Linked DNA regions of Sus scrofa: regions 1, 2 and 4 are each linked to region 3. A link is a contact called in public Hi-C and promoter capture Hi-C data. All regions are on one chromosome and are shown on one strand. Each heading gives the region's core, a stretch centred on a gene start, on an enhancer-like site or on the middle of the called end of the contact. The rest is flanking DNA. Distances are from core to core; before and after follow the strand shown.

What was found. Promoter capture Hi-C pulls out the DNA fragments that hold promoters and counts their contacts. Hi-C and Micro-C count contacts between places; a contact is called where the count stands out from the background.
Region 1: a promoter capture Hi-C map of liver shows a contact between it and region 3, with 14 times the contacts expected there. The contact joins the promoter of SRSF11 here to the promoter of ZRANB2 in region 3. A contact is called at or near these places in 2 of 5 promoter capture datasets (fetal liver and liver), 1 of 47 Hi-C or Micro-C datasets (liver) and 2 of 2 datasets of contacts at active chromatin or transcription factors (alveolar macrophages and skeletal muscle).
Region 2: a contact with region 3 is called in a promoter capture Hi-C map of fetal liver, with 2.4 times the contacts expected there. The contact joins the promoter of ANKRD13C here to the promoter of ZRANB2 in region 3. A contact is called at or near these places in 1 of 5 promoter capture datasets (fetal liver), 1 of 47 Hi-C or Micro-C datasets (heart right ventricle) and 1 of 2 datasets of contacts at active chromatin or transcription factors (alveolar macrophages).
Region 4: a contact with region 3 is called in a Hi-C map of skeletal muscle, with 5 times the contacts expected there. The contact joins the promoter of CTH here to the promoter of ZRANB2 in region 3. A contact is called at or near these places in 1 of 47 Hi-C or Micro-C datasets (skeletal muscle) and 1 of 2 datasets of contacts at active chromatin or transcription factors (skeletal muscle).

What each region holds. Positions count from the first base shown.
Region 1 is chr6:142,664,808-142,670,771 of Sscrofa11.1, forward strand. It overlaps SRSF11 (serine and arginine rich splicing factor 11), which reads right to left and starts at 3,300. Exons shown (of 24, transcript NM_001044587.1): 1 at 3,209-3,300. It overlaps LRRC40 (leucine-rich repeat-containing protein 40), which reads left to right and starts at 3,366. Exons shown (of 15, transcript XM_003127928.4): 1 at 3,366-3,580. The coding sequence starts at 3,430.
Region 2 is chr6:142,512,256-142,518,787 of Sscrofa11.1, forward strand. It overlaps ANKRD13C (ankyrin repeat domain-containing protein 13C), which reads left to right and starts at 3,935. Exons shown (of 13, transcript XM_003127927.5): 1 at 3,935-4,942. The coding sequence starts at 4,498.
Region 3 is chr6:141,924,748-141,931,332 of Sscrofa11.1, forward strand. It overlaps ZRANB2 (zinc finger RANBP2-type containing 2), which reads left to right and starts at 2,721. Exons shown (of 10, transcript NM_001044582.1): 1 at 2,721-2,842; 2 at 5,258-5,310; 3 at 5,398-5,506. The coding sequence starts at 2,787. It overlaps LOC106507647 (a long non-coding RNA gene), which reads right to left and starts at 2,407. Exons shown (of 4, transcript XR_002345146.1): 1 at 2,240-2,407.
Region 4 is chr6:142,482,138-142,488,046 of Sscrofa11.1, forward strand. It overlaps CTH (cystathionine gamma-lyase), which reads right to left and starts at 4,215. Exons shown (of 12, transcript NM_001044585.1): 1 at 3,905-4,215. The coding sequence starts at 4,072.

The sequences.
Region 1 (5,964 bases), core at 2,050-4,549, 740 kb after region 3:
GAATGGGAGGAAAATAGCCACAAACTATGCAACTGACAAGGGCCTAATCACCAAAATATACAAAATAACTCATGTGGTTCAAACATCTAAAAAACAAGGAACCTGATCTAAAAATAGGCAGAAGACCTAAACAGACATTTTTTCCAAAGAAGACATATAGATAGCCAGCAGGCACATGAAAAAATGCTCAACATCACTAATTATTAGAGAAATGCAAATCAAAACTACAATGAGGTACCACCTCACACCAGTAAGAATGGCCATCATTAATAAGTCTACAAATAACAAACACTGGAGAGGGTGTGGAGAATAGGGAACCCTCCTACACTGCTGGTAGGAATGTAAATTGGTACAACCACTATGGAAAACAATATAGAGTTTCCTCAGAAAACTAAATGTAGAACTACCATATGATCTAACAATCCCCTCTTGGGCATATATCTGGACAAAACTACAATTCAAAAAGATATCTGCACCCGTATGTTCACTGCAGCACTATTCACAATAGACGAGACATGGATACAGCCTAAATGTCCATTGACAGATGACTGAATTAAGAAGATGTGGTACATATACACAATGGAATACTACTCAGCCATAAAAAAGAATGAAATAATGCCATCACGGCAGCATGGATGCAACTAGAGATTCTCATACTAAGTGAAGTCAGAAAGAGAAGGACAAATACCATATGATAACACTTATATGTGGAAACTAAAATACTGCACAAATGAACCTATCTACAAAACAGAAACTGACTTGAAGACATGGAGAATAGACTTGTTGCCGAGGGAGGGGTGAAGGAGTGGGATTGGCTAGGAGTTTGAGGTTAACAAATGCAAACTACTACATTTAGAATGGATAGACAATACTGTCCTACAGTATAGCACAGGGAACTATATCTAATCTCCCGGGATAGTGGTACTGATTCAAAAACATACGGACCTGTGATGGAAAATGATATTAAAAAAAAAAGAAAAAAATTATATATAAATATATATATGTATGAATGTGTCACTTTGCTGTACAACAGAAATTGGCACAACACTGTAAACCAACTATACTTTAATACAAATAAATAAATAAATAAAAGCAAATACTTTAGCTTACATGCTCATGTTGAAAAAAAGTTGGATTTTTTGTTTTAAGCATTCTTTCCAAAGTAATACAAATGATACAAAGTGCTAATTCCCATGAATATAACTATATACAATTACACTTTCTCATAAAAAACCTCAATTGATAAGCTTTCAACTTCCATCAATTTAAAATAAAACACATAATTTTCCTGAGTCCATGAAATAATAATTTCACCGAAACTGCTCAATCCGTACTTGCTACACAGGTACAATACACAGTGTATTATAGATATATTCTAGTAAAAATTTTACACACATTATTTTATATCTATTGAAGTTTACCACAAGTGTACAGTCACTTGGACTTTTCAGAATTACTCTGCCATTAATCAGGATATGTTTCTCATACAAAATGCAACAATATTTCAATATAATAATTAAATGTCAATAATGTAATATTTCACTTCAAGTACAATAAATCAAAAACTACACCTTGCCTCTAATTTTTCAAGAACATTGCACTAAAAAAGAATCTATTGTAGGGGGGAGAGGTGGCTACTGTAAAATTTTATACTTCAACAGTTAATCCTCCAAAGGTAGGCTGTTAACATCCTGCAACAGAGAAAAATAGTTTTCTCTAATAAATAAGTATCTTTTAAAACATAATTGAAGTGTCCCTTAAAATGGTTCTAGGACAAAAGCAAGTTGTAAATGATGAAATAAAAGCAATTAGGCAAATCATAATGATTAATAAGAAAGGTTTTAGAGATATCCAGGTTCAAATGCCTGGTCATACCCACGTAGAAATTTGAACTTTGGCAAGTTTTTAAATTCCTCGCAGCTGCAATTCCTTCTGGTCATTGTGCTAAATATCAGATAGTAAGGTATTGTCAGCACTGAGCCTGACACTGAGGGCTCAATAACTACAATGATTACTGTAAAGACAAACTTAGGGTAGCGGTGGTGTTTACTGGTGACCCTACAAAAACTGCTATGGTCCTTGCTTTAAAACGCACTCTTTGCTTGCTTGGTAGTGTAATTCCTGATACTTTTCTGTTCCCTTTCAATGCAAAGAACTCCACAGAATTAAGGGGAAAAAAAAAAAAAATCAAGCGGGGGGGGGGAAGATAGTTTAAACACGAAATGTTATGGTTGGCAAACACCTGGACTCAAGCAAAACTGTGTGTGTGAATTTGTCAATGGGCTGTCGTCTTACCTTTTAAACCCTAACGATCCCAGTCGAGTTGACAGGGGCTTAGGAGGCTATTTCCTGCTGTTGTTTTCAAAACAAAATCACTTCAGGAGAAAGAAAAGTGTAGCACCCTGGACAATACTAAAGGTGACTAGTTATTAATTACTTATTGAATGACTCGTTAAACTTGTACATTTCAGACACTTTCCAAGACAAGGGACTTTTGAACAAAATTTTTCATGTTCTATTTTGAATTAGAGGGAGTCCCTTTCTTCACAAAATGCTCAATATTTTAAGTTCAATATTTTTATCTTCACCTAATTATTTTTAAAAAAATTAGATAGGCATGATCATCCCTAAATTGAAGAAAAAAGACAGCTTTACAAGTTGTCAAGTAAACTTTATACAGCGTGTAAGCTACAAAAGCAGCTGGGATTCGAACTCGTTTCTCTTGTGCTCCGAAGTCCAAGCTTTTTTCGCTACACTGAAGCTCGAGCTTCCACTTGTCTTCCTAAACCGCCCGGTATAGAGAACATTCATTATGAAGCTTTCCCTCCCCTTTTCTGTTGCCGACTCTTCCATTTCAAACTATCTCGTATGCTGGCCATAAACTCCATACGACAACGGGCAAAGGTGCACTAATTCTAGAAGCCAGAGTATAGGCCCGAAGAAAAGAAACTGGTTTTACTTTCTACGCGGAAAGGAGGTTTGGCCAGCACCACCAGCGACAAACACAGGCAGGGGTCCAGAGACTACAGACCGCGCCCAGGTCTCAAGTTTTAGTCAAGGCCCACGTCCGGCCAGGCGAGGGGAGAAGAGAAGGTTATCCTTTCCTGACCCCTCGCCGAGGCGGGAGCGCAGAAGAGAAGGTTGGAGGTGCAGTAACAGTGCACAAGATAAACTCAAACCCCTTCTTCAGCCCGTTAAACGCACTTACTTGAGCAAAGTAATTCCAAGACACAAGGCCGGCACCGGCAACGGGAAGGGCTCCTCTGTCCTCCTGCCTCAGGCGCTCGCGATGACGACATCAGAACCGCGCCGCCGAGAGCGAAGGCCCGGCGCACGGAGCGCGCGCTCCCGGCAGGGGCGGGGCAGCCCAGCGGCGCCACCTTTAAGCGTCACGGGCGGGGCTTTGCTTCTGGATTTCGGGGTTTGAACATGTCGCGGCTGAAGGGAGTAGCTGGGCGGGATCCCCGAGCGGGTTTCCGAAATGAGAGGAGAGACTGCGCTGCCTCAGTACCCCAGGGACTACTAAAGGCGGCAAGGAAGAGCGGCCAGTTAAACCTGTCGGGCCGCAACCTCAGTGAAGGTAAGATCCAAATGGAAGACCCGATTTGGGAGCCTGGCAGAAAGTCGTTTGCCCCACGTATCCTCCCTTTCCTCTCTCTGGCCTGGCTTTGGCCATCTTTTCCCCAGACGCTTAGCCAGGATCTCTGTCCTCGAAATCCGGCACTAATCACATTTCCACTGGTTCGGTTCCTGCTTTTCGCATAGCCTGTTCGGTTCCTGCTTTTCGCTCCAGATATGTCTGTTGCAGGGATTGTGCTGGGAATATGGTCAGAATTTAAACTGGGTTCTTTCTGGGATTCTCACATTTTATGGGATAAACGCGACTGAATTAGGAATCAAATGACAGGCAAATGATTTGTTTCTTTGGTGCTCTGTTTATCTTAATTTAGTCGCTTAGGGCACTTACCAACGCTAAAATTCTCTATATAAAATACAGCATTTATGAACTTGTGAACTTAGAGTGAATGCTACTGTTCCTTGTCAAGACCCTTTTCTGTGTGCAACTCCTACAAGGAGTAATGAGCATATTTCCTAAATTGAGGATCAAATAGATGCCATACAGAGTGAATTTGGTGTATCCTGAAAAATCTAGTGAAGATAAGCACAAATCTGGATACCATGAATGAATAATAGCCAGCTGCTCTTCTGATTTTCTGTTCTGTAAGGGAGAGAGTGGGAAGGGGGGAAAGAGAATATGGCATTCCTCCTGTAATGTTTTCCTCTACGTATATTCAGGTTTTAGGCTATGTGGGATTAAAACCTTTCCTTTCCTTCTAATGATTACTTTTTTATTGTGCCGTGTATAGAATTAACCATGTAAATGAAAGGATATATGACAGAAATCTCTGCTATCTAGAAAGGATTTTTTTTGTTTTTGTTTTTTGCTTTTTAGGCCCCCACCCGCGGCATATGGAGGTTCCAAGGCTAGCAGTCGAATGGATCTACAGCTGCTGGCCTGTGCCACAGCCACAGTAATGCGGGATCCTTAACCCACTGAACAAGGCCAGGGATTGAACCCAATTCCTCATGGTTACTAGTCAGGTTCTTTAACCGCTGAGCCACGAAGGGAACTCCTAGAAAAGGTTTTAATCACTGGGAACACAAATATTTTAAAATGACAGATGTGCAGATACACTTGATTTTCCCAAAGCCTGGAACTTTTTACTTAATACCTGACTAGGATTCACTCCTTTGCTTCCTGCAGGAGTCTGCTCAGATAGGCCCTTCCTAACTACTCTATCTAAATAACATTGCTAACATTGTATTCTCTAACCTGCTTTGTAATAGTATTTATCACTATCAGAATTTATATTATTTACTTATTGTCTTCTCTGCCCTCCACTGCACTATTAGTTCCATGTGGTCAAGGAGCTTTGTTTTGTTCATTGTTGTGTCCCTAGTACTCAGAGAATACTTGGTACTTAGTCGGTTCTTATTAGAAGGAATAAGTAAATAAACTAATATTCTTAAATACTATGTGTGTGCCGGGATGTACTTAATGATTGGACCCAGATGGTTTAGTCTGTTAACATTTCAGGCAGCAAATAAGTTTTGACTGTTAACTCTATGATGATAGGAATCAAGGCCATTTAGGTCATTATTGTAATCCTAGGAAATGATGTTGAAGGTAGAGTATTTCATAGGAGACAAAAGATATAAATAAGAGAGGCACATGGTTTTTGTAGCTTATATATCAAAAAGGAATCTTTGTTACCATAATATAAAAGGTTTTTCTTTATCTAATTGTAGACTTCAACTTCATCTCTTGTCACTCAGCCTTTAATAGTCAAGCTGCTGTAATTGTGAATTATTTATAGTTCATAATTAACTGTGGGGCCATCTTTCTTATCTCCATATCTTTGCTCATGTAACTTTGAGATGCTTCTCTCCTTGTGCTTTCTCATTTACAATGTGGTGTAATAATAGGACTTACTGAGGTTTAAATGAGATAATATAAAGTGCCTGGTAAATAAAATACACAGTAAAAATTGGCTCTTGTGGTTTTTCCAGATTTCCTGTTTTAAATCTCACCCTCTAAATCAGTGTTATGACCAAGAATTATCTTTCCAAAACAAAGTTCTTATTGTGTCATTCATATTTAATGACTCCACAGCCCACAAGATTCAGTGTAAAGTTCTTAGTACAACATTCAAAAGCCTTTTATTTGTTTTGTTTTGGCCAAGCCCACAGTATGTGGAAGTTCCCAGGTCAGGGACTGAACCTGAGTCACAGCAGTGACCTGAGCTGCTGCAGTGACAATACTACAGCACAAGAGAATTCCTCAATAGCCTTTTTTTTTTTTTTTTTTTTTTTTTGGTCTTTTTAGGGCCACACCTGTGGCACATGGAGGTTCCCAGGTTGGGGTTGAATTGGAGCTGTAGGTGCTAAGCCACAGCAATGCTG
Region 2 (6,532 bases), core at 2,685-5,184, 590 kb after region 3:
CCTTCCCATTTATTTATTTATTTATTTATTTTGTCTTTTTGCCATTTCTTGGGCCGCTCCCACGGCATATGGAGGTTCCCAGGCTAGGGGCTGAATCGGAGCTGTAGCCGCCAGCCTACGCCAGAGCCACAGCAACGTGGGATCCGAGCCGTGTCTGCAACCTACACCACAGCTCATGGCAACGCCGGATCATTAACCCACTGAGCGAGGCCAGGGACCGAATCCGCAACCTCATGGTTCCTAGTCGGATTCGTTAACCACTGAGCCACAACGGCAACTCCCGAGGATATTATTTTTGATGTCTATAGTGTTTGATTTTACTGAGGGGACCCTGAGGAGTTTCCACATCTGTCCATGGGGGGCAGCCACTAATAAGGTACTTTTAGATTCTGGATCCAGTGATAAAACAGATATATTGGAAGACTATTTGGTATTAAGTTTTTGATATTAATATGGTTCTGGCTATTCTTCCTGTACTCATCACATATATGTGTGTGTGTGTGTGTGTGTGCGCGCGCGCGCGCGCTTTAAATTGCGTTTTATATATATGTGTTAAATTATCTGTGTGTTTCATATTTATTTATTTATTTACTGCTTTTTAGGGCTGCACCTATGGTGTATGGAGGTTCCCAGGCCAGGAGTCTAATCAGAGCTGTAGCTGTCAGCCTATGCCAGAGCCACAGCAACGCCAAATGCGAGCCACATCTGCGGCCTACACCACAGTTCATGGCAATGCCAGATCCTTAACCTACTGAGCAAGGACAAGGTTCGAACCTGTAACTTCATGGTTCCTATTTGGATTCATTTCTGCTGCGCCATGAAGGGAACTCCAATGTGTGTTTATGTATGTGTGTTATATGTGTGTGCGCATGTGTTTTCAAGGTTTTGTTATAGACTGGATGTTAACCTCTCACTCCACACAATCTTTCTTGGGGGGTTCTATTACTTCTGTGGCATCAATTACTATGTAATGATAACTCCTGAATTTTAGCCCAGATTTCTGTTTCCTAAGGTTCGGTTCCAAATGTCAAAAATATATGCCGTCCAGGAGTTCTTGTTGTGGCACAGTCGTAGCGAACATGACTAGTATCTGTGAGGATGCAGGTTTGATCCTTGGCCTCATTCAGTGGGTTAAGGATCCGACATTGCCATGAGCTGTGGTACAGGTGGCAGATGTAGCTCATATCTGGTGTTGCTTTGGCTGTGGCCGCCAGCTGCAGCTCCCATTTAACTCCTTCTGGGAACTTCTATATGACATAGGTGTAGCCATAAAAAGCAATATATATATATTATATGTACATATATAATATATACATTTGCATGTATATATGTTCTATGGGTGGACAACAAAAGCCTTCAATTCAATATGCCAAAATTGAACTAGTTTTTTTACACTCAAACTTTCTCCAGCCTCATTTTTTTCTTTTGGCCTCACCCACAACTTGTTGCCAGGTCAGGGATGAAAGCCACACCACAGCAGCAACCAGAGCTACAGCAGTGACAATGCTGGATTCTTAACCTGCTGTGCCATAAGGGAACTCCCAGCCTCACTCTTACTAACTTGGTTTATGCATTCATAATCTCTTGCTACCTGAATTACTACATACTTCTTTTAAACATTACTTATTTTTTTTCTGATAAAAAGTGATACTTTCTTTTTGTAAAAGGTACTTCAGGCAATGCAAGGAATATGTGAATTAGCAATCCTATCTTCCAGAGATAAGTGCTATTCCCCGTGTGACATAGATTCTATCCAACTTTTACATGCATATGTTAACACACATTTTTATTTGATTTATGCAGTCTCTCAGTTTTCTTGTCTCTAGAGTAGCCCACTTAATATATTTTTTTTAATCTTTTTTATATGGCCATACCAGTGGCGTATGGAAGTTTCGGGGCCAGGGACGGAAACTGAGCTGCAGCTGTGACCTATGCCACAGCTGTGGCAATAGCAGATCCTTTAACCCACTGTGCAGGGCCGAAGATTGAACATGTGCCTCGACAGTGACCAAAGCCGATGCAGTCAGATTCTTAACTAACCACACCATAGCAGGAACTCATGTAATCTATTCTTCTTTTTTCTTTTCTAGGGCCGCACCTGCGGCATATGGAGGTTCCCAGGCTAGGGGTCTAATTGGAGCTGTAGCCACTGGCCTACACCACAGCCACAGCAACACTGGATCCGAGCCACGTCTGCAACCTACACCACAGCTCATGGCAACGCCAGATCCTTAACCCACTGAGCAAGGCCAGGGATCAAACCCACAACCTCATGGTTCCTAGTCGGATTCGTTAACCACTGAGCCAAGATGGGAACTCCAGATGCTCAATGTCTATTCTTGATATATACTTTTCTAAAGTATGAATGAGTGGGTGACTTTTTTCTAAAAGGCAAACTGCATCATGCTATTCCCCTACTTTTTCTTTTTTTTCTATTCCCCTTTTTAATATTCCCTAAAAGTCTATCCATTTCTTGTAGGATAATGTCTGAACTTTTGAGATGACATAGAAAATCCTGCATGACCTGACCCCTTTCTGTTTCTCTAGCCCTGCAGTTAGACTTGACAGGTGCTACATTCCTACTTTGATGCACTGGGCAAATTTTTTCAACTGTCAAAGCAAGATTAAAAATAATACTTATCATAAGGAAATAGCATATAAAGTGCCAAACCTACAGTCTGGTTTAGAGTTAACAATAAATACTGGCTATTGTGGAAGAATACAATAGTTTTGTATATTTGTGTTCAGTCTTGCTTGCTTTCTGCGTAGAAGGATCCTTGAGGTGCAGATTGCCGGCAAAATGCTTGAACATAATTGGAACAACCCTCGACACTTCATTCCCCCTACCCCAAAGAAAGAAAAGTAAGAAGGGAAAAATGATTCTGATTTGAATAGATCTGAAAGAAGATGGGAGGTGAAAACTGAGTGGCAGGGAAAGAGAGAGGACAATTCCCACAGAGTTATTTTTGGCGGGAGGTGGGTTGGCCATGTAATGAAAGTGTTGATAAAGTTGGTTTAGGAAAGATTTGAGGAGTTCCCACCCTGGCTCAGCGGTTAACAAATCTGACTAACGTCGGTGAGGACGCACTGCTTTAAGGATCTGGTTGCAGTGAGTTGTGGTGTAGGTCGCAGATGTGGCTCAGATCCTGCGTGGCTGTGGTGTAGGCCTGCAGCTGTAGCTTGGATTTGACCCCTCCTCTGGGAACCTCCATATGCTCCGAGTGCTGTCCTAAAAAGCAAAAAAAAAAAAAAAAAAAAAAAAAAAAAAAGAAGAGATTTGAGAGAAGCAGTTGTCAGAGTAAATGGGACTTTGGAGAGATAAACAGGTTTAAGGTCTTTAGGACTTTCCTAACTCCCCTCCCCTTTGGTTCCCCACAGCCTTAGTTATTTTGTCAAGGTGTTGTGGTCAGATTTACGTTCTTTCAAATTTGGCACTAGGTCGAGGTTGGCCATGAACTAGTCCAGTGATATTCCAGTTACACAAATATTGTTTGCCATCCTTCAGCGTCCACTCCCCATTGCTTTAACTCTGACGTCTGCCTGCAATTCATTCACCCAACAAATATTTAAGTGACCTCCCCTTTCCCAGTCTGCTGAACAGCCTGTTTTCCAAGGTCAGCCCCTAAACTGTTCGGTGGTGCTTTTTCGGACACTCCAACACTAAAATTTGCCTTTTTTTTTTTTTTTTTTGGTGCCACCCAGCACTATACCGATTTCATTTTAAGTTATATTTTGTACTCGACTGCCTGTATCTTTCCTCCTCTAATGAGCCCCTTGAGTCAAAGGTGAAGTTTTATAAGTCTCCTAATTCAATGCATGGTATGAAGTAAATGTTTAGCAAATGTTCACCACACGAGTGTCCTGTGAACTTCAGTGACATCATATCCCGCGTGCCTCGGCGTCAGTCTGTAACCCTTTGCGGGAGGCCTAGAGTCGTCGTTTACAATGTGCACTGAGTATCTCAAACGCTGACTAAGGGTTCAGACAGTTCACAAGAAGCGCGTCCACTGGGAGGTCTAGGGCTCGGTCTTCTAGTTCACACTCTCGTTTGAGACGGAGACACATTGCCCGGAAGGCGCCAGCATTCAGCAACTCTGGGAATAGAACGCGCGAGGGAGGGAGCCGGCAGCTCACTTATCGCGGTGTTTCCTCCCACGTCCCTCCCGGGGGAGTTCTCGCGAGAGAAGCCGGAGGAAGATGGCCGTGCCCCGATTTTCGGTGTGAGGCAGTGGCGGCGGCTGCGTCGGTGGGGACTGGCATCCTGGCGTGGTGGGCACCTGAGCTCTAGCTCCCCCCAGCGAACGCGCGTCCCTTCGTGCCTAGGCGAGAGCCGGCTCTTGCTCCGGGAGATGCGTTTGTCCCGGGCTCGGGGGCGCTCTGGGAGTTCATGCTGCGCTGGAGGCTCCTGGCCACCGCTCTAATCGCCTTGTGCCACCGCAGCGCCAGCTTCGTCGCCAGCGGTGAGCCTCCTGGATCCCCTCTCTGCCCTCGGCGGCGATGACTGGGGAGAAGATCCGCTCACTGCGGAGGGACCACAAGCCCAGCAAAGAAGAGGGGGACTTGCTGGAGCCCGGGGATGAGGAAGCGGCGGCTGCCCTCGGCGGAACCCTTACCGGAGGCAGGATTGGCACAGGTGGCGGCGGCAAAGGCAGCAGAGCCTGTCATAAGATCTTCAGTAACCATCACCACCGACTACAACTGAAGACAGCTTCGGCCTCCTCCAATCCCCCCAGCGCCCCGGCCCTGCCGCTGCACAATTCCTCCGTGACTACCACCTCCCAGTCCCCGGCTCTTTTAGCCGGCACCAACTCCATTGCTGTTGTCGCAGATAGAGGCAGTTGCCCCGCACACTACCCGGTGCACGAGTGCGTCTTCAAGGGGGATGTGAGGAGACTGTCCTCTCTCATCCGCACGCACAATATCGGGCAGAAAGATAATCACGGTGAGGAGTGCTCGCCCCTCTCCACCTTTCCTTCCCAGAGCCTAGGTTGGATCTCCCCAGGGTTCTGAAATCGTAGGCTTCTCTCCAACAGAACCTTCTTTCCTCTCCTTTGCCCATGATCCGAGCCAAATGCCCGTAAATCATGACCGGTTCAGTAATAACATGCCAGTGGTCTCGGGGATTGGTTCTTGTGGTGCAAAGGAATGTCTCTTCTTGCCTACTTCAAACTGTGAGAAACTGTTTATCTTTTTTTTTTTTTTTTTTAATTTACTGGTGTATAGTTGACTTACAATGTTGTATTAGTTTCAGGTGTACAGCAAAGTGAATCAGTTATACATATAAATATATCTGTTATTTTCCCCATATAGGTTATTGCAAACTATTGAGTAGCTTTTCCTTTCCTATACAATAGGTTCTTGTTAATCATTTGTTTTATACAGTAGTGTGTATATGCTATTTCCACCCACCCAATTCCTCCCTCCTCCCAACAGTTTCACCTTTGGTAACCATAAGATTGGTTTTGAAAACTGTGAGTTTGTTTCTGTTTTATAAATAAGTTTTTTGTATCATTTTTTATTAGATTTCACATATAAGTGATAATCCTGTGATATTTGTCTTTCTCTGTCAGACTTCACTCGGTACGATAATCTTTGTCCATCCATGTTGCTGCAAATGGGATTATTTCATTCTTTTTGATGGCTGAATAGTATTCCACTGTATATCTGTACCACATCTTTGTACATTCTTCTGTGGATGGATGTTTAGGTTGTGTCCATGTCTTGGCTATTGTAAATTGTGCTGCAGTGAACATTGGTATGTGTGTATCTTTTTGAATTATAGTTTTCTCTGTGTATATGACCACGAGTGGGATTGCTGGACATACAGTCAGTCTATATTTAGTTTTTTAAGGACCCTCCATAACTGTCCTCATAATGGTTTCACCAATTTACATTCCCATCAACAGTGTAGGAGGCTTCCTTTTTCTCCACAGCCTTTCCAGAATTATTGTTTGTAGACTTTTTGATGATGGCTATTGATTTATATTTGGGACATGGCTTCAGTGTGTTGGTCCTTGACTATAAGAAATTTTAGGTTGCCTTTCATTCAGCCTGGGCTTCATCCTTTCTTTTGGGAACTTTATCTTTCCTTTTTCTACCCTCCTCTCTCCTTGGGTGCTTGAATTTTCAGCATGTAAATTCCCACCTCCCTCATTATTCAGGTTCAAATCCCAACCTGACTGCAACTGGTTGTAATTTCTATATGCCACCAGGTAGTCTGTTTCTTTTCTTTCTTTCTTTTTTTTTTTTTTCTTTTAGGAAACTTTGATAAAAAGTGTTTACACTCTGAAAATGCTTTGATTTCTGAAAGCCACAGTGCAAATTTGTTGGTATTTGATATTTAGAGCAAGTAAGGTGACTTCTGAGTAGCTAGGATTTTGTTGAAGTAGAGCTTTTAGTTTTCCCCTTGTTTTACACAGATAATTGCTAGCAGTAATGTTTCATCTTGACGACCTGTGACTAAAAATAGTAGTGTGATTTCTCATAGTAACTTTATCATATCCTACATGACAAAATATAGTGTCATTTGTTA
Region 3 (6,585 bases), core at 1,471-3,970:
AAGTACCCATTTCAATGAATTTTTATAAAATGAAGATACCTGTGTAACCAGAACCCAGATCATGAAAAATATCACCAGGTTTCCAAAAGGCTTATGTTCCCTTCCAGTCACTATCCCCCCCATCCCCCATGCCCTAGTTTGGCTTGCTTTTGAACTTCATATAAACAGAATCATATAACATGTGTGTACCAATTTGTATTTGGCTTTTTCAATTCAGTATTGTGTTTTCAAGTGATAGCTATAATTTTCATTGTGGTTATGATTTGTTTATTGTCACTGTCTTACATAGAATGCCACTGTGTGAACGTATCACAGTTAATTTACCCAGGCACCATTCATAAGCAATTGGGAACTTCTGGTTTGGGGCTATTATGAATAGTGCAGCAATGAACATTACTACATACACCTTTAGCAAACATACATGCATTTCTGTTGGGAATATACTTAGCAGTGGACTTTTAGGGTCATAGGGTATGCATATGTTCAGATTTAATAGAGCCTAACAAACATTTTCCAAAGCATGGAATCATTTGACACTCCACTAGCAGTGTATAAGAATTCTAGCTGCTTGACAGTCTCTCCAACAATCGCCTGATTTTTCATCTTGATCATTCTGATGGATGCATAGTGGTAACTTGTATTTCGTGACTTGCAGTGCCAGCCAAAATGAAGTAAGACCACTTCTGCCTATCTTTCCCACTAATCACAACTAAAAGGTCAGGATAAAATACAAAAAGCAAATGCCTGAGGACCAAAAAGTAAACAAAAACAGGAAGACAGGGAAGAGAATAAAAACTAAGCAAAATGCCCTGTGTGTTTTTGACCGAAGGCCTGGCACCTAATGAAAATGTGGTGGCAGAACAGAGAGCAAAAATGAAAACCCCCTATTTCTAGCCAGATGAAGGGAGAAAAGGAGCTTCTGTGAACTAAAGTCTGTGGGTAATATTTTGCTTTTTTTCTCCTTTTTGCCCTCCAGGCTTTGACCTGACAGTCAGGGCCCAGGTTTGGATAGCTACACCACCAAGAGAATCCCTGTCTTTCCAGGCAGGGAAACTGGGAAAGGGTGCCTCTATGGTCTGAAAAGTTTGGAGGAAGACTTCTGTTTTGTTTTTTCCTCTTTTTTCCTACCTCTTTGTTCCAGTGTGGGTCACGGTCAGCTGCTGTAGCTATGGCACAAAGCTAAAACTCCAAGTCGCATATTTCTACTAGGAAAAGGACACCCTGCAAAACAGAGTGTACAAGAGGAATATCAAAAAGAGGAGAGCTGGGGAAGGGAACTCCCTAATTTTACATATGAATCCGCATAAGTTCTGTGCTCACACCTGAACTGAGCATCTGCAGGCTAGACAAAAAGCTGTGTAGCAAGAGATATGGAACTGAACTACAATTTAAATTATTACCCAGTTCCAAAATAAATCCTGAGTGTTGTGTGTATAGAAAAGACTCAATGCAGCACAGTAAAGCCTTTGAAAACTGAACTGATAGGGAACCAGCACCCTCAGGTGAGACTCAACTTGAGATGTGAACCAAATTGGATTGATGATGACCTCCTAAAACAAAACAAAACAAAAAAATCTACATTCTCCAGAGTCTATGCAACATAGTATTCAAATCGTCTTGGATAAAAATCACAATTACTCAGTATACAAAGAACTGGAAAAATATGACCAGTTCTCAAGGAAAAAAAAATCAACAACTTCAAACTCCTAGATAACCAAGAATTACAATCGCCAAAACTTTAAAGCAATTATAATTAGAAAGTGGTTGAAATCGTTCTTTCTAGATATATGGTATACTCTTAAAAAAAAAAAAAACTTGCATTTTTGTAGCCGAATTAATGACAAAAGCTGGGAAATACAAAGGATAAACTGTCAAACACAGTTAACATCCCCAGTACATAACAGTAAAATTAAGTTACGAGAGCTACAAACAAATATATGCAACAATTTGGGATGATTTAAATGCCTATTGTTGAGCGAAAAAAAGTTGCAGATGATTACATAAACAATAAACTATCCTTGTAAAGCTCAATAGTTTATCAAATTAAACACATACTTATACTAAACTTTTAAAAAGCAAAGGAATAAATTCCAAATACAGGAAAGTGTTACCTCTGGAGGAAAGCCAGCGGCTAGATTGGAAAAAGCCACAGGTAATTTTAACAACACTGTCAATTAACCTAGTTCTAAAATCACTGGTCGGTTCCATAATACTGGTTTTGTTACACCTACTTACTTACTCCAAAACAGTAGGTGTCTAAACGACATTCCACGTGCATGGTGAAAGCACAGCGCCCTCAGACCTTTATTAAAACTTTTCCCAAAACTTGAAGGGCCCACTACACTTCACAAACTTAGCGTGGACGGAGATACCCGCCTTTTCGAGCTTCAAAAGGCTCACCGTCACTTCCGCCCCGCCCCCTAGCTCCCCCGCCCATCTGAGCGGAAGTACTTTCCTTTTGGGTCCTCCAGCCTGTAGGGGGCTCTCCGAGGCCTGTAGTGCCACGAAGCCCTCCCGCCTGGGCTGTCCCCGTAGCGCCTGTTAGTTTAGCTCTAGAGAATACAGTTGTATTGCAACTCTTTCGGCCAGGAAAAACTCGCACAGGCATCTTTATCTGGACAATAACGTTCAAACTCAATTCTGGCTAAGTGATCTCACTATCAAACCCTGTCGCAGTGGTGGGCCGGAGTCCGGCGACGCGGAGACAGCCCCGGAGTGCCAAAAGTCCCCGGCCCCTTCCTCCAGTGAAGACGTAGCTGCGGGTGGCTGTGGTGGCGGCGTTCAAGATGTCGACCAAGAATTTCCGAGTCAGTGACGGTGACTGGATTTGCCCTGACAAAAAGTGAGTTCATGAAGGGTCCCGAATTGGAGTGAGGTTGGTAGATGGAGGCTTTCTCAGGTCGTTTGGGCATTTTACGTATCTACGATCTCTGGTGCCTCAAACCGGGTGGAGGTGGCGAACTGCCGACTCCGGGCGGGAAGGAGGATCTTAGTCTCCTCACGATGAGGTCTTTCGGGAGCCTTTGTTTTGACTATGTCTCCAGCGTTTCCTCGAGTATATCTCTCCAAGACAGCCCATCGTTTTGGAGGGCGAGACAGCCCTCCCTTTGCCCCACACCCCACCCCCGCCTCCGGCCAGGTTTCAGCAATAAGGAAATCTCCCCGGTTGTGGCCACCTCGGTATCAGATCTCGCTCACGTGACTTTTCCCTGCAGAACTTGACTCTAGATCGCGGAAAGCGTTGTTTCCTTGAACTCATTTTGTTGTTGTTTGTTTTGTTTCTTTAGCAAAACTTTGTGTCTGTACTGTTTATATTCTCCCTTCTCTGCCCAACACTGTCCTCCTTTGGTTGGGGGAAATTCCAATTTTTTCTTTGTTGACCTTTAATTTCCCCACAAGAAGAACCTTTCGACTAGTTAGAACCGAAACACCTGAGGCCTCTGTTTTTGCCTGCTCAGTCCGGGAGAATGCCTGCTTCGGAGAAACACGTGTTTTTCGTGGCTCTCCTGAAGCCAGTGTGCGCTATTATACTGCTATTAGATTTTATTGACGGGTGCTGAAATAGGTATATACATATTAGAGATTTATGGAAATTATTGTGGAAGGTAATTGTCCAAAAAATTGAATCCACAACTCATGTTCCAATAAAAACCTTTGACTTCTTGTCCCTAAACTAGCCACGGATAGCATATGGAGTTCATGGTAGTAAAGAGTAAAAACTTTGAAGCACATAAACCTGAGTTTAATTCTAGTCCTATTACTTATAGACCATGTACGCTAAGTAGGTTAAATTTAAAACCTAGTGTGGAATAGCTCCCTTACAAAGAATACATGATACAGCCTAGATTGTGTGTGGAGATCGATGAAATGTATCAAATACTGATTAATCAATAGTTACAGATAGTAGTTTTAGAATCAAATGTCAGAGGAGAAAAAGTCCATATTTACCCAGCATTTGTTTTCTATTGACGTTTTAAATAGTTAAAATACATATTTTTGTACATGATAAATTGATAGTTCTCAATTGCATAAAAATTAGGGTGACTTGCAGGGTCTCAAGTCTATAACAGATTCAGATAGAACAAACAACAGCTGACTTGTTGGTCACTTGTAGAAATGTGCTTTTGACAGTGTCGTTAATAACATACTCAAATATTTGAAGTAGGTTTTTCTAGGAGAGTGCACTTCAATTCAGTTACATACATATAAAAGAGTAATTCTTTCAACATGTATAAATCCAGAAAAAAAATTTCAGAATATTTTCAATGCTTATTGGAGTCATACAGGATATTCTTTAAAGGGAAAAACAATTTAAAAATTAATTGGAGTGTTTCGGTTTAGTGTTCATTCCCTTGTTTATCTCACTTTGTTTCATTCCAATGTAACATCTCAAAAAAAGGTAATTAGTTCTTTAAAATGTAAGCTTTACATGTTATTCAGAGCATTTAGCATGCTATTACCCATATGTGGATGCACTATGAAAGCCATATTAGTGAACGCAATAAATTTGTTTTTAATTGTTGAATATTAGCATAAAGTGATATTGTGTTACTCCATTTGTGTTGAGATTATTGGTTGTAGTTTTTCACTAGGTTTCAGAGGTTTAATAAATACACCAGAACTCACTTTCCTTTTGATTATTGAACCTGTTTATTTTTAGTCATTCAGCCTATCTTCCTTTGATTCTTACCATTCCACTTACTACTTCTAACGGGAGAGTGTTTTATTAAGATCCATGAAGCCATCTCTGGCTTACCTATCTCCCCCACCCTTGGTCGACCCTTATGATTTTGTATTTTTTTAAATTCTTAACCAAATTTTGTATAATCTTGTTTTCTATTCTGAGAGTTACAAGTTTCTTTAAAGTTTTTTTGAACTCCCTCGTGCCTCATCAGTAATTGTTCAAGTGGACTTATATCTCACTTAGGCTTTGTAAGGGGATTTCATTATAATTAATGATAATGTGCTAATACGAGGACCTGAGACACAGATCCTAAGTGACATAGCAGGATCACATAGTTAAGAAGTGAAAGATTGGAGTTTCTTATCCTCAACTAGTAACTTCAGATCTTATATTTTTTCCACCTATATTTTGAGGACTTGGGGGTGGGTAGTTAACACTGACATTAACATGACAAGAGATGGTGGTAGACGTTTTGGACTCAGGTATATAGAGAGCACCTATTTAAAGGTTTTGACCTTAGAATTTTAGATGATATAAGTTTAATAGATGTCTCTAAATATTTTTTATTTTCAGATGTGGAAATGTAAACTTTGCTAGAAGAACTAGCTGTAATAGATGTGGTCGAGGTAAGCATTTAAGGAAGCTTCTATTAAGATTGTATAAACAACATTTCTTTATTTCCCCAGATTCATACTACATTTTTCTATTTTCAGAGAAAACAACTGAGGCTAAGATGATGAAAGCTGGGGGGACTGAAATAGGAAAGACACTCGCAGAAAAGAGCCGAGGCTTGTTTAGTGCTAATGACTGGCAGTGTAAAACGTATGTTTCAAATCATCCTCGCTTTTTTCCATAATGATATAGCCCTACATGTTAATCTTACCTATTCTTACTAGGCACATTGACTAGCCAAAATAACCTTTAAATCAAAGATCTGTTGATTGTTATTCAGTCTGTATCTTATATTAGTATAAAGAACTTATATTAATATTAGTTGTTAGTAAGATGAACTATCTTTACCAGTAAACAAATGTTTAAGGTGAGCTAACAAAAAAGGTGGGGGGGGGTATTCAAAAGCACTAAAACCTATTTCTTTCTATTATTGAAAAAGATCAAAAACTTTAACCTGGGGAGTTCCCACCTTGGCATAGTGGAAATGAATCCAACTAGGAACCATGAGGTTGCAGGTTCGATCCCTGGCCTTGCTCAGTGGGTTAAGGATCCAGCGTTGCTGTGAGCTGTGGTGTAGTTCGCAGACGCAGCTCAGATCTGGTGTTGCTATGGCTGTGGCATAGGCCAGCAGCTGTAGCTTCGATTAGACCTCTAGCCTGGGAACCTCAGGTGTGGCCCTAAAAAGGACAAAAGACAAAAAAAAACCCCAAAAAACAAAAAAAAACTTTTAACCTTGTATCAAAGTGAAATATGCCACGAAGTTTATTTTGCCTGTTTACATAGTAATTTTAGAATCATAAGTTGCATGCCATACGTAATCATTCCATATTGGTAGATTTCTTAATTTTTTTTTTTTTTTTTTTTTTTTTTTTGGTCCTTTTGCCATTTCTTGGGCTGCTCCCGCGGCATATGGAGTTTCCCAGGCTAGGGGTCTAATCGGAGCTGTAGCCATCAGCCTACGCCAGAGCCACAGCAACGTGGGATCCAAGCTACATCTGCAACCTACACCACAGCTCATGGCAACGCTGGATCCTTAACCCTCTGAGCAAGGTCAGGGACTGAAACCGCAACCTCATGGTTCCTAGTCGGATTCCCGTTAACCACTGTGCCACAATGGGAACTCCAGATTTCTTAATATTTTTGATTTTTGAGTGCTATACTGGTTTTTTCAATATCCATCTTTTCTGTTAAACCGATGAATCAAAAAATATGAAAGAGGACTGAATCAG
Region 4 (5,909 bases), core at 2,965-5,464, 560 kb after region 3:
CAACATAGTGATTCACAAATTTTTAAAGTCATGTTCCATTTATAGTCATTACACACCACTGCCTATATTCCCTGTACTATGCATTCTTACTACATATTCTTCCAATTCATTTGTTTCATATATGGTAGTTGGTACCTCTTAATCTCCTACCCCAATCCTCCCTCTCTCCACTTCCCTTTGCCCACTGATAACCCCTAGTTTGTTCTCTGTCTCTGAGTCTTTTTTTTTCCTCTTATATTCACTAGTTAAGTTTTATTTTTTAGATTTCACATATAAGTGATATCATTTAGTATTTGTCATTCTGTCCGTATCCAGTCATTTTATTTAATGTTCATAACCTGCTCTGAAGAGAGTAAAGCCAAATGTTATAGGGAGTGTCAGAGCCAGAATTCAAAGCCAGGATTTAAACACTGACTACAAATCCTATACATAATGTTTCCTCTCACCTCATATAGCACATAACAAACACAACCACGGAGTTCCCGTCGTGGCGCAGTGGTTAACGAATCCGACTAGGAACCATGAGGTTGCCGGTTCGGTCCCAGCCCTTGCTCAGTGGGTTAAGGATCCGGCGTTGCCGTGAGCTGTGGTGTAGGTTGCAGACACGGCTCGGATCCCGCGCTGCTGTGGCTCTGGCGTAGGCCGGTTGCTACAGCTCTGATTGGACCCCTAGCCTGGGAACCTCCATATGCCGCGGAAGCGGCCCAAGAAATAGCAAAAAGACAAAAAAAAAACAAAAACACAACCACTCTTTACCTCTTTGTTTCTGATCTAGGGGCTACCAGTACTAGTGACATATATTTTTTAAGCTGTGTTGCCTTGTTTCCCTGTTTTTGACAAACTGAGTAGGCATATTTTATAGGACTCCAGGATATCCTCATCACACCCCATATCTCCTCGTTGATTGACCTGCAGCTATACCCCAGACAGAAAAAACTGGACTCAGGTGGTTAAACTGCCATGGAAAGTGGCCCATGTCTCCATAAATATTCACTGCAGAGATTTAACTTTTTGTGGGGATAGGAAGCATATTTCAGTGGCAAATTCCTACACTCTCACTCATTCGATGGCTTTCCAAACAGAAGTGGGAAATTCCATTGAAATGATGATGCTTTTTGGCATTCCCGTGGTGGCTCAGCAGTTAACGAACCCAGCTAGTATCCAGGAGGATGCAGGTTCGATTCCTGGCCCTGCTCAGTGGGTTAGGGATCCAGCATTGCTGTGAGCTGTGGTGTAGATTGCAAACATGACTCGAGTTTCTGTGGCTCTGACATAGGCCAGCAGCTGCAGCTCCAGTTCGACCTCTAGACTGGGAACTTCCACATGCCATGGGTGCAGCCCTAAAAAAAAAAGACAAAAGACAAAAAAAAAAAATTCTCTTTAGTGCTCTTAACTGATTTTTTAAAAGCATCAAAAGGAGTCTGTGGATTTTTACCACTCCGTTGGCTCTCTGAAAACAATCAGCTGTTAATATCATAGCTAAATTATTAACTTCTGCACAAAATGCTGAAGCTTGAACAGCTGCACATTCACAAAGCCCTACATCAGGAAGAAACTGTGTGCTTGGAAGACAGGCTGTGTACACATTTTGATTACAAAGTACAGCAGCTAGAAGAATCCTAAACCAGTTGTAGAAATGCCCTTAGAACTCACAGGAGTTCCCGTCGTGGCTCAGTGGTTAATGAATCCGACTAGGAACCATGAGGTTGCAGGTTCGACCCCTGGCCTTGCTCGGTGGGTTAAGGATCCAGCATTGCCATGAGCTGTGGTGTAGGTCACAGACATGGCTCGGATCTGGCGTGGCTGTGGCTCTGGCATAGGCCAGTGGCTACAGCTCTGATTAGACCCCTAGCCTGGGAACCTCCATATGCCGCGGGAGCGGCCCTAGAAAAGGAAAAAAAAAAAGAACTCACAAAACAAAAGGCTACACCTAAAAGAATTTTCCTGAATTTATAACACACTAAAGAGGTGTTTGAAGTATAATCAAGGTTTTGGATCTACAAATTTCATTCAGTTATGGTTGACACTTGACTCAGGGGTTAGGTGTGTCAACCACAACTCTCTGATAGTGAAAAATCCATGTACTATTTATAAGGGACCCTCCATATCTGAGGTCCCTCAGTATCCGTGGTTCTGCATCCCCAGATTTAACCAAACTTGGGTGTGTGCAGCACTACAAAAATTTTTTTTTTGTCTTTTGTCTTTTTTTTTAGGGCCGCACCTGCAGCATATGGAGGTTCCCAGGCTAGGGGTCTAATCGGAGCTGTTGCTGCCAGCCTACACCACAGATCACATAACACCAGATCCTTAACCCACTGAGCGAGGCCAGGGATCAAACCCGCAACCTCATGGTTCCTAGTCGTATTTGTTTCCGCTGTGCCAAGACGGGAACTCCCATTACAATACTTACTTTTTTTTTTTTTTTTTTTTTTTAGTCTTTTTGTCTTTTTGCCTTTTCTAGGGCTGCTCCCGCAGCATATGGAGGTTCCCAGGCTAGGGGTCTAATCAGAGCTATAGCCACCGGCCTACACCAGAGCCACAGCAACATGGGATCTGAGCCATGTCTGCAACCTACACCACAGCTCACGGCAACGCCGGATCGTTAACCCACTGAGCAAGGGCAGGGACCAAACCCGCAACCTCTTGGTTCCTAGCCAGATTCGTTAACCACTGTGCCATGACGGGAACTCCTACAATATTTACTATTGAAAAAAATCCATGTATAAATGAACCTGCACAGTGTAAATCCCTGTTGTTCAATGGTCAACTGTAATTTCTTTCAAACCTCAGCAAATTTTAAATACTCCAAGATCCATCAAGTGCGCTACCAAAAAAGAAAAACGCTCATTGATTAACACAGAGGCTCTCTCATCTATGACTCTGGGTAGGTTTCTTTTCTATAAAAAGGATGTTACCTGTCTTGCCCTCTGACCTCATTGTTGTGAGGATCAAATGGGAAAAGTGTAAAGTGTACATATGAAATACCAGACTGTGAAATACCAAACTATTGAGCAATTAAAATGTACCATACAGCTTAGTATACATATCAACAATTTATGTGGTGGGAACTATTATTAACGCATTTATACAGGATCAACCTGAAGCTTAGATAAGTAACTTGCTCTAGATCACCCAGCTCAGAAGAGGTGGTGTCAGAATTCAAAACTAGGTCCTCTGACTACATGGTTTATGCTCTTAATCACTAAGTCACACTGATGCAATGGGTTAGATTATTGCTAGCATTATTGTAGTATAGCACAGCGTAGCCTAATACCCAAGAATGGGTGGGCTTCTAGAGCAGTCTTGGAATCCCAGTTCTACCACTTTAAATGGATACAAACATCCCTAAATCTGAGGTTTTTCATGAGATAAATGAGAACTCAGCTCATACTAGAACTGCTGTTAAGGATTACTTGAGGCAATATATGTAACACACGATATAATACATGTAAGTATGTATATGGCACACAGCAAGTACTCAATAACTATTAATAACTATTGGAACAATATTGAGAATTAATAGCTTTAGGGAATGATCTTGATTCCAGGTGAGTTATAAGGCTCTTAATTTTCTTTTGGCTTAGTCCTTATTATAACTTCATAATTTTTGTCACTAAGGATAACTCAAGGAAGTTGACAGTTTTGAACAGCAACTTTGCCAAAAAAGTACGTGAATATCAGTCCAAATCTACATGGCAAGTTGGACAAATTGTTCCTTCCAGTCCTGCTTATCAAAAGAAATATCACTGAACCATCCAATACAAAGCTTTGCTAGAGGGTAGTAAACATCCTTCCTGATATGCACAAATTACGTTTTACAAATTACTTGTGTACCTTTTAAATTTATAAGCCATCTCCTTTTTAATCGCCCAACACTGCACCGCCCCAAACACACCCAGCTCACCGAGTGCTGTCCAGGAGCCTCTTGTTTGAACGTGGTGGACAGTGAGATGGGGGGCACTACAGCTTTGGAGGCCCACTGCTCCGGCTCCTGGCCGGCATGGATGGCCTGCGTGGCGAAATGTTGGAACCTAGGAAGGAAACCGTGTGAAGAGACGTCTTTTTCCTGCATGTTGAGCTTCGAAGGAAGGACAGAGTTAAAGGACGAGGAAGACATAACTAAGAAATTGCGTCAGCACTTGAAAAGACACAGAAAAATCAGGAGAAAGAGAGGTAAAAGTATGCCGGGCGAGCGGCGGCGAGCGCACAAAAGCTGGACTCTGCAACTCTGATCCGAGACTTTATTAGCGGGCAGATTTCACCTCTGGGCGGAACCAACGCTACCCAATGAGCACAGGCCCCGAGGCGGTCCCAGCTCCTCATTGGCCGGCAGCGGAGGCGTTGCCTGGAGGGTCACCTCCAACGCCCTTTCTCGTACAGGCTGCGGAGTGAAGTCCGAGTCCGTGTTCTTTTGGTGATGGTCACTGCGGGTGAATTTCCTTAGTCCTGGCCCTTGAGGAAACTGCCTGGCTGGCCCCTGTGAGCCACCCGGGCGTCTGTGTGACCTCAGAACGGAGGTTTGCCGGAGATGAGGAGAAAAACTGTCAAGACATTGAAATTGAGTAACCTGTACAGACCACACAAATAACCTTCTCTTCCTGTTGCCCGACCCCTCCCCTCCATCACCAATACCCTTTGTCCTGAGGGTGGCTATGACGGAAACATGCGACCCAGTGGAGATTGGTTAACGAAAACGAGGGTCCAAAGTGCCAAATGCGCAGCCTGGATTCTCACTAACAGGGGCAGCCTGCCTTTGAAGGAACGCTGAACTTATAACGACCCAGTACTTGCAGTTGACTGAAACAAGAGTGAGGGTCATATTTTTCTTAAATAGTAGTTAAGCTACTGTAGTGAAGATCTCTAAGCAAGCTGTCTGCTTCCTAAGAGCTATTCAAACTTGAGCTTTTTTCCACCATCATTATCTTCTTTTGAAGCACCCAGAGAAACTCTCCCTGATGGAAAAAAAAATATATATATATATATATATATATATATATATATATTTTTTTTTTTTTTTTTTTTTTTTCAGGGAGTTCCCGTCGTGGCGCAGTGGTTAACGAATCCGACTAGGAACCATGAGGTTGCGGGTTCGATCCCTGCCCTTGCTCAGTGGGTTAACGATCTGGCGTTGCCGTGAGCTGTGGTGTAGGTTGCAGACGCGGCTCGGATCCCGCGTTGCTGTGGCTCTGGCGTAGGCCGGTTGCTACAGCTCTGATTGGACCCCTAGCCTGGGAACCTCCATATGCCGCGGGAGCGGCCCAAGAAATAGCAACAATGACAACAACAACAACAACAACAAAAAGACAAAATATATATATATATATATATTTCAAAGCATGGCTTTGAAAAACTTACTGGAGCCTCAAATCCTACACAAAGTGCCTTCGTTGTGAACATTCTTACAGGAAAAAAAGAAGCAATCTTATATCACAATATACTCACCTGCAACCAGAACCCTACTCTCACAAGCATCACTTTAATACAAACAACAAAAATCTCTTTGTTCCCTAAACAATACAGACTTGACCTATTTACTATTGTGATTATTTTTTAGGACTAGGGAATTTAGGAATACTTCTGTTCCTGCAAAGTATTAGCTAAATATCTGAACCTTTATTAAGCTGATTAAGAAAGAAGAGAATATAGAGCTCTTAAATTTTTGCTGAAAGGACTGGGGCAATTTGCTTTTCAAATTAACTACCAGGACATAGCGAGCAGTGCCTAAGGATCTGCAAGATTTTAGAGACCTTACAAAATGTTTAGCCCTGGGGGAAAAAATGGATGGACTCCAAAACACTGATAGATATTAAGGTATATTTAATTAATATTTTTCTGTTAAAAATAGATCAACTGCAACTCATCTCAAGAGTTATATACAGTTTACAAGAAATAGCAACAACAACAACAAC